Linked DNA regions of Gossypium hirsutum: region 1 is linked to region 2. Evidence: chromatin contacts called from public Hi-C data. All regions are on one chromosome and are shown on one strand. Each heading gives the region's core, a stretch centred on a gene start, on an enhancer-like site or on the middle of the called end of the contact. The rest is flanking DNA. Distances are from core to core; before and after follow the strand shown. Region 1 holds the start of LOC121229089 (putative RING-H2 finger protein ATL21A). Region 2 has its middle 13 kb from the start of LOC107903040.

Region 1 (6,422 bases), core at 1,965-4,464, 340 kb after region 2:
CCCTTTGGTCTTTATCCTCTACTGTTTTAGATGAGTTTGGTTCATTTTGTAGCAATGAAGTCTGTAACTTTTAAGGATCAAGCAAACGGTTTAGTATAATCTATGATGATCACTGCTCCATTTGCTGACGATTTGATGTTGTACTGTTGCTTTTTGTTTTATTTTGTTTTGTACAATTGTAGGGAATACCATTTTTTCATGCTGGGGATGAAATGCTTCGCTCAAAATCACTTGATCGTGATTCATACAACTCTGGTGATTGGTTCAATAGGTCTGATTTTCCATTTTACAAGTTTTCTTTCTACTTGTTATTTCAAAATTTGACTCTCTTTCTGAAAAAAATGATAGTCAATTATATCAATGATGATATTCTCAAAAAGTTGTTGCCCCCTCAACCTCATTTTTTGCTTGCCATAATTTCCAGACTAGACTTCACGTACAATTCTAACAACTGGGGCGTTGGGCTTCCTCCAAAACAGAAAAATGAAAACAGCTGGCCATTGTAAGCATCATCTTTTTTTCTGTTTTTTTTTTTTTTTTGGTTAACAGGGGTCACTTTTTGATGCTAAAATATCTTTTTGGCTAGTTAGTGCACAAGTATTCTACTTCTGAATTTTGTTGTATGATATCCCTAATGATCTTGGGTTTTGTTGTTGCAGGATACAGCCAAGACTAGCAGATCCCTCCTTCAAGCCTCAAAGGAGTCACATTCTTGCAGCTGTAGAGAACTTTACGGATGTCTTACGTATACGGTATTCTTCACCTCTTTTCCGTTTAAGGACAGCAAATACTATCCAGGTGAGGAAAGCCATTTATGACTTTGCCTTTACAAGGTTTAGTTTGAGATTCTATGACATTGTTGTGGAATTGAATCAAGGATACAGTTTTGTTTGTTAACTGCACAAAAAAGTTAACGGTTTTAGGTCAAACCAAGGTTAACTACATCTTTGTTGATAACCAGACTGAACTCATGTGAGATCCTTGCCATTTTCACCTTTTTGTGGCGTTGATAAAGGAATGCATGCCGGGGTAGTAAATTTTCCGAAAGTTCAATCAATTTCTTCCTATGTCATTGTGAAAGTAGAACCCAGATAAATGCATTTTTCCTACACTATTGTAGATCAAACTAAACTATTCCAGCTGACGTTTCCAGAAATGCAACTTGGTCATTTGGACTTGATGCTGCATCAATGGTTTTATATGCATTATATCTAGATTTGTGTTTTGTATACCTTGTATTGTTAGATATTGGTTTCCCATTTCTGCTTAATATTCAGCTTCCCTTTGTTACCTTGCGAACCCATCATTCTGAAGCTGAAGACCAACGCCTTCTTCCCCCTGTTAGCTTTAGTCTTTTTAAGAATGGATCTATTGAAAGGTAACATTAGGTGAAAGTTACACAAAAGAAACATATCGTTTTCTGCTCTCTATTGAAATGGCAAGGCTTATGTTCCCAGGAACGAGTACGGTTCCACAACACCGGTCCATCAAGTGTCCCTGGCTTCATTGTGATGAGTATCGAAGATGGTAATGAAGGCATCCCAGGGCTATCTCAGTTAGATCCCGTGTGGGTATTAATGATGTTTATAAAAATATATAATCATATATTGTAATATTGATGATATTGTGTATCGTAGTTTTGTAATTCTTTGTTATTTGCAGCTTTTCATACATTGTGGTTGTCTTCAATGCATGTCCAACTGAGGAATCATTCAGTAGCCCTACACTGCGAGGAAGAACTCTTCAACTGCATCCCATTCAAGTATCGTCAACTGATGAAACAGTCAAAAAGTCATCCTATGAAGCATCCACGGGGTGTTTCACTGTGCCTGCAAGGACAACATCTGTATTTGTTGAGCCTAGAAAGGTATGAGAAGTTTGTGGTGCTGAATTTGTCATCTGTTTTGTAAAATTTGGTGCCTAGTCATAGGGTTCTCCCTTATGCAGAAACTATACCATATTATATGGGTAATACTGGGTTGCTTACTGTACTGTGAGGGTAACGAAGCAAATAGCATAAGGATTGGTAAAGATTTTGGTGTTTAATGTAGATACTGATGAGTACATATGAATGGTAAAATCTTTCTATTTCAAACTTTGGGGTTTAAGTCAACTTGGTAATTTTGGACATGATACAATTGCATCACATGAACATGAGACAGGAAAGTAACTAAAACATAACTACAAGAACATGAGACAAAAATATGACATCAACAAAAAAATTTCATACATAAAATGACACAATGCAATAAAAATTATATAGATTATTATGAAAAAGGATAATGTTGAAGATCAGACAGTCAATGTTAAACATCAGAGAAGAAAGTTATTTAATAATAAAAAAGAAAAATGATAAAAGAGTCTTTGATTGATGACATAAATTTTAAATTTTAACAATTCAATAACTTAAATAAAAAAATTCAAATTATTCTGTATATATTTTATAAAATTTTAAAGTAAAAAAATCAAAACATTGATTTATTACATTAGAGTATAGTTGGCATAAAAAGAAAAGCGTGTTATTTTTTTCTCTTTAAATGGATCAAAAGTTCAAAGTCAAAATTACACGTAAAACACTTGGGAGGTATAGTCGACTGAAAAGGAAAAAGGAACCTTCAATGAACTTTGTAGTAAACAAGAAGTTTATCCATGGAGAAAAATGACTCACTTTCTTGGACTTCCTTTTATTGGTAATAAAGAATAACTTAATTAATTTTATGAAAAAGATTAAACTAAACTTAAACGTCTGGTAATTATGTATTATCTAAACGTGTTGTAAAAAAAAATAAATTAAACTTATTCATGATAATTATGTATTGTAAAATATCGTTTTCGATACTATAAGTCTGATAGTATTTTTTTATGAGAAATTGTTCTATTTCTTAATTATATTATATTTTTTTATTTTATTTTTTTTCCTTGAGAAAAAAATATATGTAATAAAATATAGAACAAAAGATACCAAAGAGAAAATGGCACATGTTCTTACTTTATATACTTAATCTTAGATTGCTTTCACTAATTTGAGCATTTGAGATGAGAATATTATCTTAAAAATATTATTTAAAAATAAAATAAATAGGAACAAAAGTTGACTTGGAAACTTCGGTCGTCTCCCCAGTCCCCACCGTGATGGATCGACATTAAAATAAAAGGCCACTAATTGTTCAACCTCCAAAATTGCTCAGTTTACACACAAAAAAGAAGTATTAAAATGGTGATTATTATCTTTCACTTCTTCTTGATATACAGTGCTGCAGCAGTTGGTCTTGCTCCACCCTCAACTTATCTAGATGGTTGCCAGCCGATGAGCTGCAAACGCGGCGCCCCCTCCGTGCGGTTCCCCTTCCAATTAAAAGGCCGGCAACATGAAAGCTGTGGCTCACCAGGGTTTAACCTGTCCTGCAACAACAAGAACCAGACGGTGCTGGAGCTGCCCAAATCGGTGAAGTTGTTGGTGAAGCGTATAGATTATGTAAAGCAAATGATTCAAGTGTATGCTGAAGATGGTTGCGTCCAAAATCAGCTCCCAAATCTCACAATGTCTTTGTCTCCTTTCAATCTCTTATCGGACAGTTATTATTACAGCGAACTGGGAAACTTTACTTTGTTCGAATGTTCCGATGAGGACTAATCCGACTACAGTAATGATAACAGCTTGTTTAACCAAATTAAAGCTTTCCTAGGAAGTGTTGTTTCAATCAGAAGCAAAGCATGCTGCTGATAAAGTTTAAAAATGGTGATGTGTGCAGGTGCAAGAACGAAGCTGATGATTTCAGGTACATTTGGGTAATCTAATGAGAAAATTAATGGAAAGTAATGATGATGAAACATATATCTGACAAGGATGGATCCCTGTGGGTGTTATTTGAATGCAGGTATAAGTATCGGTTCCTTTTTTCTTGCACTCAGCCTTTCTGTTGTTCTATATATGCACCATTTGCATAAAAAAGAGAAAGACGCTCAGCGCAAAATCGAACAGTTTTTGGAAGATTACAAAGCTCTCAAGCCCTCTCGATATTCCTATGCTGATATCAAGAGGATCACCTTTGATTTCAAGGAAAAGCTGGGACAAGGTGGCTATGAAACTGTTTTCAAAGGTACACTTTCCAACGATGTTTCCGTTGCCGTCAAGCTTCTTAACAATTTCAAAGGAAATGGGGAAGAGTTCATCAACGAAGTCAGCTCCATGGGTCGAATCCACCATGTCAATGTCACTCGTCTCGTCGGCTTTTGCGCCGACGGGTATAATCGAGCCTTGGTTTACGAGTACTTACCCAATGAGTCATTAGAGAAGTTCATATTCGGAGACAAAGGTGAGAATCATTTCCTGGGCTGGGAAAAGCTTCACGAAATTGCTCTAGGCATTGCCAAAGGCATTGAGTACTTGCACCAAGGTTGTGAGCAAAGAATCCTCCATTTCGACATCAAACCTCACAATATCTTGTTGGACCAGCACTTCAATCCGAAAATCTCTGATTTCGGGTTAGCCAAGCTATGTTCTAAAGAGCAGAGTGCGGTATCAATGACAGCAGCAAGGGGAACCATGGGCTACATTGCACCTGAAGTGCTGTCTAGGAACTTTGGGAACGTATCCTACAAATCAGATGTTTATAGTTTTGGAATGATGCTGCTGGAAATGGTGGGAGGACGCAAAAATATCGATGTCAAAGTGGAACATATGAGCCAAGTCTACTTCCCAGAATGGGTTTATAATCGTTTGGACAAAGGTGAAGCGTTGGGAATGAGCATTGAGAACGAAGAGCATGATAAGATAGCAAAGAAGCTTACAATTGTTGGACTTTGGAGCATCCAATGGTATCCGGTGGATCGTCCATCAATGAAATCGGTGGTTCAAATGTTGGAAGGAGAGGTTGAGCATCTCACAGTACCGCCAAATCCTTTTGCCTCTAAAGATGAAATGAGGGCTAAACTGCCCATAAACAGAGAGCTTCAAAATATTTCTGAATAATTAAGAGTATATATCAAACCAATAACCGATCTCTTATATTATAAAAAATTAAGAGTACATAAACTTTTGTTCACTTTAGAATTTAGTCCTTATTATAAAAAACTCAATGTAACTTGAAATTTTCCCACTCATTCACTTTTTATATCATCACTATTTCATCACACTTTATTTACATTCTCTTTTCAACATTCAAATTCACATAACCTATTTATGCTAATTTACAATTTAGTCCTTTTTCTACTACTTCATTGTACTAATTTAATTTCATATATAATATTTGAACATCCACAATTAATTAAACCAATTTAGCATACTCTATTCTTGATTTAAATTAAATAAATTAAAATTATCGAAGTACTTATATTGTCTCTTTAATCTCCTCACTTTTTCCACAACTTTCTCCAGTTCCACTTCCAATTTCTTTCTTCCAAGATGATATTCTTACTCTCTAATGTCTCTACTTCACTTCTCCCTTTGGGTGACTATAGAAATTTTCAGGAAATTTGGGAGAAAAAATGGATTTTATGGTGAAAGACCAAATTGTAATAAAAACAAAATTTTCTTCTCTACCTCTCTCACTCACGTTGGAACATGGAAGGATGATGATTTCTCTTCATCTTTCCTCTCTTTTTTATACTAACATTTTCATAACAAAATATTAATATTATAGTATTTATCTAATTATTAATTTAAAATATCATTAAAATATCTCCCATTTCATCATCACAATCTAGAATTTTCTCATTTTAATTGACCATTCTGTCCTTAATAATCCTTAAAAAAATTCCATTCTCATCATCACTTAATTTGGTAAAATGGTGATTTAGTCTATCAAATTTCTCCATGTATTTAATTTACTCCTTATTCATCCATTTTCCTTATTTTCTAGACTCTTCCACCCTTAAGATATTTGCATTATTGATCCTTCAACTTTTTCATATTTATACTTTAATCCATCACATGTTAAATATTTACACTTAGACCACATAACTTTTCATATTTTTATGATTTAGCCCCTAGCTCAAATTAATATTTCACACATATTTCTTATTTCATTTTTCTCTAACATCCTTTATCATTTACTTTCTTTATATCTTATTTGCTAAGAATATATCTCTTATTATTTTCAACCAATAGGTTTTGGGGATGTTACATTTTACTTCATAGATTCTGCTAAACCATTTTATAAGTATAAACACCAGTTCAATAATCATTAAAAGTCTAAGAAACAAACTCACTAGTATTAGTAAGAATCGTCTCAATTACATAATCTAAAAGTTTTGTTCTCAAACAAACAAGTAATCTCACAAACTACAAGTTGTGAGTTGATAACTCACATGTAATTAACTTGTAGATGCATTTACCAAAATTATATAAAGATATCCACTTGTTGGAAAAATGGACCCGTATTTCTTTCAGAAATGTAAGAGATTCAATCTTAACTTTTGTT
Region 2 (6,521 bases), core at 3,417-5,916:
ATTTGGTTTTCTCATTTGAAAATATGGATGGATTTAAACAAAGCTTAACGCACCTATTTTGAGTTGAATTAACTGTGTTGCACACTCATCCATAAAACACTTTTAGTTTTTTTATCGAGAGCAATGTTTTTTAAATTGGACTTGTAGTTGAATTTGTCAAGTTATCAATACATCAGTTTAATTGGTTTAACTGATTTGATTAAAAAATATAAAAAATTTAAAATTAAGTAATAAAATAAAATTTGTTCAATTGTCGATTTAAAAATTAAATCGATTCAGCTGGTTTTATATTGGTTTTCACTTTAATCTATTCAAAGTCAATTCTCTATAATAGTGCTTAACTTGTTTGGTTCAGTTCAAACAATATTGATCAAGAGTCCATTTCTCAATAATAAAACCTTACATATAAATATCCAAAACTAATCAACTAGTGGTTGGGAGAAGTGAAAATGAATTTCTTAAAGCATTTAAATCTAGTTCTAATCATGAAGTCGACATTGTTCAGAGGATATTCCCTGTATGGCAACCTCAACCCATATAAGACTTGGCTAGACAGTAAAATAGATAAAAGAGCGCACGTATATATATATATAAAAGAAGGTAAAAAACCTTCCTTCTTACACATAGGCGTGGCAAGTCCAACTTTTTTTTTGGGGGGGGGGGAATTTCATCAAAATGGTTAAACTTCAGCAATGGTCTCTTTAATATATCTAAATTTAAGATTTAATTTATATATTTTAAATTTTAATATAATTTAATTTTTATATTTTTATCATATTATTAATTTGTCCAAATTATCCGTGACTATATATAATTTGAATACTTTAATAGTCTTATAGTTTGACACATGATTTTCTTTTTTTTTTAGATTTGCGTTATTTTTTTACGTCACAAGACAATGGTCAAATTTCAATTTTGGCCTTTAGACTATGTTGAAACTTGACATTTAATCTATGTACTTTAATTTTTGACATAGTTTAGTCTATCTACTTTTATAATATAATTAATTATTATAAATAGTTAATATAGTTAACTATTTCAATACTGACATCAATTTTTTCTTAAAAGCAGTATAATTTCAATGGAATTTTTTTATCGTGACGTTTCAAATGTGTTTTAATAAAATATCATAATAAGTCTTTTTAATGTTAGTTTCATTGTTACATGATTACCAAGAAACTTAAAAAAAAAATTAAAATGTCACACCAAAGAAATTAATAGAAGAATTTCAATGATGATAACAACTAGACTTAAATTTTTTAAATTTCAAAAGTAGACTATATTTCTAAAAATAAAAGTAGATGAATTAAATTTCAAACATACGAAGTATACAAATAATTAAATCATATTTTAACCTTTAAATTTTACTCTATAATTTAAAATAAGTAAATAATCAATTCAATACGAAATGCGTACTAAGAAACATACTAATCACTTATGTATATATATAAATAAGGAACACTTGCATTTTTTTTATTTTTTTGTAATTTTCAATTTCAAATGAGTTGTTATTCTACCATTGTGTCATCATTAATTTGAATATAATCATTGGTGAGACCCATTTAATTTAACATAACTTTAATAATTCTAAAAGAAATCAAATATAGGATAAAGATTATGTAAATAATTACTTTTAAGGAAGAAAGGAAGGAATGTAAAGGAAATGTTTAATTGTGTTATTGGTATTAGTATTTTTTACGCATTTAAAATTTAATCCCTCTCTTTTTAATTTCAAAATTAATCTTTTTATTCTTGGTTTAATAATAGAATTTTAGTTGATAATTCTATAAAAAGAATTCCATTAAATTGAATTATGTAACATATATAAAAGAAATATGCTGATGAGGCCAATTTAGTGCTTGTAGAAGTAATTTAAGAACAAAAATGACTTTCACTTTCATTCTTTGAAGCAACTTAAAACTCCCAATCAATATTGGATACCTTCCAACTCTACTATATTCAACATTTGTTTCTTTGTTTTACTTTTCATGTGTGTAATATTAATAATTTCTGTATTTTTTATTTTGAAAATAATATATAATTTAATTTAACAAAAATCTTTTGTCAACATTATCAATTGAATTTCAATCATGGCAGTCAATATGATAACAATATTGATTGGCATGTATCGTTTCATAAATTAATAATGTCGTCTTCATGAACCTCCATAGAATTATTGGTTTTCCTCGAAGGGTTGTGAGGATTTGTGTTCTGATGACTCCAGTTCTTGTTTGGTTGCTCTCTATTCAGTATTGTTAATGATCTTGTTTGAGCAACTATCAGTCAAAATCCCACGACTGAATGATTCGTTTTAGTGTTTTCCTTGGTTATTGTTTTTCTTTGTTCTATTCTTCAATAAAAAAGGAAGGCTTTTGAGTTAAAAAAAACTATTTTAATTTTTCTATAATTGCATTTAAAATTAAAATGTAATCATTAAATTAAGTTATAAAACCTAATTAATAAATTTAAAAATTATATTTACATATAAATATATTTATATGAATGTAATTAAGATATATTTGCTAATATATATAATATATACAATTTAATAAAAAATAAAAATTTTTGTATGTTTAAAATATTGCAGATTTATTATTATAAATATATATATATTTACGTATTAATAAATTAAATACATTTTGACATATTTATTTGTATTATGTTGGTTTTGCATATTGTGCTTATGCCATATATTTGTTTATTTGAAATTTTATTTATCTCATGTATTATTTTTATGTTCGTATTATCTTTAATTCATATTATGTACGTATAATTTGTTATTGTTATTTAATTTATAAAAAAGAATAGTGAGGTCATTATCTAATCCATATCATTATTTATCATACAAATTAATTTTAAAAACATTTATATCTTTGTAACTTTTAATATAATTTTTGTGAATTAATAATTAACACATTCATGAATTTATGTTTTATTTTTGTGTCGTGTTATATTTTAGTTTTGTCATATCCTATTTTATGTATCGATTTGTAGGTCAATTAGTTTGATGCCTCTCTTCAAGCTGGTACTCCGGTTGGTCTAATTGGTTCAAAAACCATAACTCTAAGTCTCTACACTTTGTACATTTGGAATGTAGTCTTCCAATTTTTACTTTTAAGAATTTAATCTCTCAACTTTATGGATTTAAAAGTCTGTTTTTAAATTATATATAACCACATAATATTTTAATTGAAAATCTAACGATTTTAACTATTTCAACTAATTAATAGAATTATAAAAATATACAAACCAAATTATGTTAAAATTTAAAGTATATGATTAAATCTCAAATTTAAACATATTAAAAGGACCAAAATTAAAACTTAATTAGTTTTTATAAAATGAAAAATCAAAAGAAGAAAGAGCTGATGGTATGGGCCAAGTGTCTTAAGAAGAAACATCCTTTCAACATTCCTTTAATTAGGGACGTTAATTTGGCCTGTTAATCGAATTAATCGAAATTTATACATTTTGTTTTGTTTTTATTAAAACAAGTATAAAACATAACAAATAATAAATAAAAAATGTTCATTTGACTGAATTAACTAAATTAGTAATCACCTAATACATAAAATATATAATATTATTTATTAAGTCCAGTTAATTACCTGATTTCAACCCGAATTAACTGTTAATTAAAATTCCAAAAATCCTTTAACCGAATTAGATCGATTCAATCGATTAATTCGATTTTAACCGAAGTTTGAACACCCGTATATAAGTATAGATTAATTTAATATTGTATTCACGTTAAAAAATTGATTTTATAAAATAAAATATTGATCCACATTATTTAAAAGGGTAAAAACAATCATATATTCATATAAATTTATGTTATTTTTATTTTGTATTGTAATTGTTTTTTACGTTTCAATTCATAGCATATTTTTGCATATTATATGTATTATGTTGATATCATGTCATTACCGATAATTTTTCATGCTAATTAAATTTAAAATAAATATTTGTACGTGATTTTTAATATTAATTTTAGTACATTCATAACTGCTTTACATAATTGTTTTTGTGTCATCATATTTTTTCAATATGAATTATATAATATTTTATTATAATTATATAAAATTAGTTTATTTTATTTTATTATATTTGAAATTTATGATTATCTCTCTCAATAATATTATTTTCAACATTCGATCTTATATTTTCTCAATTGAGAATGCAATGTACCTATCACTTTTTTGATTGATTGTATAATTAAGAAATCATATTTATTTTAATTATTTAAATGCAAATTGACCGCATAAAGATTTTTAATTATTCGTATTAATATTTAATATATTTATTTGAGTGAGTATATTTGAACGTACTTTTGTTTAAATTCATCAAATTTAACTTAATTTATGGGATGAAATCTTTGATTCTTTATGAATATATCAATTAAATAATGGGATATTAATTTTGATTATTAATATTATTTATTAAGATGCCAAATGGCATATATCTAACTATGCCAAGCAAGCAATGTTTCCTAAATTTTAACCTTATATTAAAATTGAACAAATTTTATTGAATTTGAGTGGAAATTGACTTTTTTTTTAAATAAAAAAAATCCAAACTATACGGACAGATTACCGGGAATCTACATTCAACGAACCAAAATCATCATCTTTTTGAGAGAGTTTCCACCTGTAATAAAACAAACCCAAGTTCAGTGAATCTCCCCACTTTCCATTATATTAAATGGCCGTCCCTTTCATTCTTTTGCTTGTCCCACTGCCCTCTCCAATCACCTTACACAAAATTCCCTGTTTCAGACTTGTCCTTTTCTTACGAACTTCCATTTCCATTCCTTTGTGAATTCTCTTCAGAAAATGAAAAAACAATGTATGGGAATCAATCTGACAACACTTGCAGATTACAAATCCAACTGAATGGTTTGGAGCCGGAAATGATGGCCTCCTTCAATAGAAGCTGGGCTCAGCAGACCGAAGAGAGTTACCAATTGCAGTTGGCGCTGGCTTTGCGGGTTTCTTCGCTGGCTGCTTCTGCTGTTGATTCCAACTTCTTGGATTTCAATTCTGATGCTAACACCAACAGAGTTTCCTCCTCCTCTTCCTCTTCTTCTTCTTCTTCTTCTTCTTCTTCTTCTTCACCTCAGCATGTGTCTCATCGATTCTGGGTATCACTTCATTTTTTCTGTTTCTTTGAGTTTACTTCTTTTTGTCCTTGAATTGTTGGTTAGTAAAGGGTTTTATGCTTTATGGTTGATGATTTAATTTATGTTACTATGTTTTCCATGATTATGAGGATAATGTCTGTGTCGTATACATTAAATATTGGATTTTCTATTTATAATGTTTCTGCAATTTCACTTGGCCATTTTGTTCAAGTTTTCATGTTTATAATTTTTTGGAATTAAAAATCTGAGTGACCATGTCCTTCATAGTTTTTGTGATGTTTATCTCTTGTTGGTTGAACAATGTGTTTATATTTAGAATATTTCTATGAAACCATATTTTTGGTAATGGTAATAAAAACATTTTTCATCAAGTTTAAGCAGGCAAATAGTATTTTATGTTGGAAAAAGTAGTTCTGGATTATTTTTCTTGGTGGTTGATGAATTTTACATCCCAATGACTGAAGAAGTTCAGAAAACAAGTTTAATGATTCATATGAAGAATTTCTAAGGTACTCTGATTTCCTTTGGTTCAGGTAAATGGCATTCTGTCTTACTTTGATAGACTTCCAGATGGATTTTACCAAGTCAATGGGATGGATCCTTATGCATGGACCTTAAGTGCTGATCAAGGAGAGATTGGCCTGATGCCCTCCATCGAGTCATTGAGGGCCATTGATCCGCATGCTGATTTGTCTATTACTGTTGTTCTGATTGATAGAATAAGGGATCCTAGTTTGAAGGAACTTCAAAATTGGGTTCTCAAAATATCTAGCAGCTGGATCAGCACAAAAGATGCAATTAATCGGCTAGCATGTCTTGTCTGTAACCAAATGGGGTATGCATGTTCTTCATTTTGCATCAGTTTTAGATTCAATGGTTTTATGTCATATCTCTTAGGAATAAAGTTTTGTTGTTACCGACAGGGGTGCAGCTTCTTCTGAAGAAGATGTTTATAGACAATGGAAGGAGTGCACCGAAGTTCTGAAAAACTGCTCAGGCTCTATTGTATTTCCAATTGGAAGCCTATCTGTTGGCCTTTGCGTCCATCGTGTGTTACTGTTTAAGGTATATCTCTGAATACAAGCTAGCTATCATTTCATGTGTGTATACATACATATATTTGAGTACGTATTGGTTAATTTCAGTCGATGTTTTATTTCTGAGTGGCTGTTAATCAAAATGCTTATAGAACGGAAAACGTTGTCAAATTATAACTTTTGCAGATATTAGCAGACTTGGTTAATCTACCATGTCGCATCACAAAGGGTTGCAAATATTGCAGGAGGGAAGATGCTTCATCCTGTCTTGTGCAGTTGGGTCCTGACAGGTAAATTGGAATTGACTCTCACGCTTCACAAGTGTTTATTGGAATGTACATAGG

Evidence for each region. A called contact is a pair of places that touch in the nucleus more often than the background predicts.
Region 1: a contact with region 2 is called in a Hi-C map of leaf, with 1.6 times the contacts expected there. The contact joins the promoter of LOC121229089 here to the enhancer-like site in region 2. A contact is called at or near these places in 2 of 34 Hi-C or Micro-C datasets (both in leaf).

What each region holds. Positions count from the first base shown.
Region 1 is chrA05:36,124,703-36,131,124 of Gossypium_hirsutum_v2.1, forward strand. It overlaps LOC121229089 (putative RING-H2 finger protein ATL21A), which reads left to right and starts at 3,215. Exons shown (of 1, transcript XM_041112320.1): 1 at 3,215-3,634. The coding sequence starts at 3,215. The coding sequence ends at 3,634. It overlaps LOC107904350 (pullulanase 1, chloroplastic), which reads left to right. Exons shown (of 27, transcript XM_041112317.1): 23 at 183-271; 24 at 425-502; 25 at 660-798; 26 at 1,458-1,567; 27 at 1,663-2,095. The coding sequence ends at 1,873. LOC107904352 (rust resistance kinase Lr10) reads left to right here and starts at 3,638. Exons shown (of 2, transcript XM_016830697.2): 1 at 3,638-3,779; 2 at 3,879-5,133. The coding sequence starts at 3,737. The coding sequence ends at 4,972.
Region 2 is chrA05:35,787,230-35,793,750 of Gossypium_hirsutum_v2.1, forward strand. It overlaps the pseudogene LOC107904362. Among protein-coding and RNA genes, the nearest start is that of LOC107903040, 13 kb to the right of the region's middle. Within about 2 kb of position 4,667, at least 6 of the 9 cell types and tissues checked have an H3K27ac peak or open chromatin away from gene starts, as enhancers often do. A contact at or near this core is called in leaf, where this site is marked.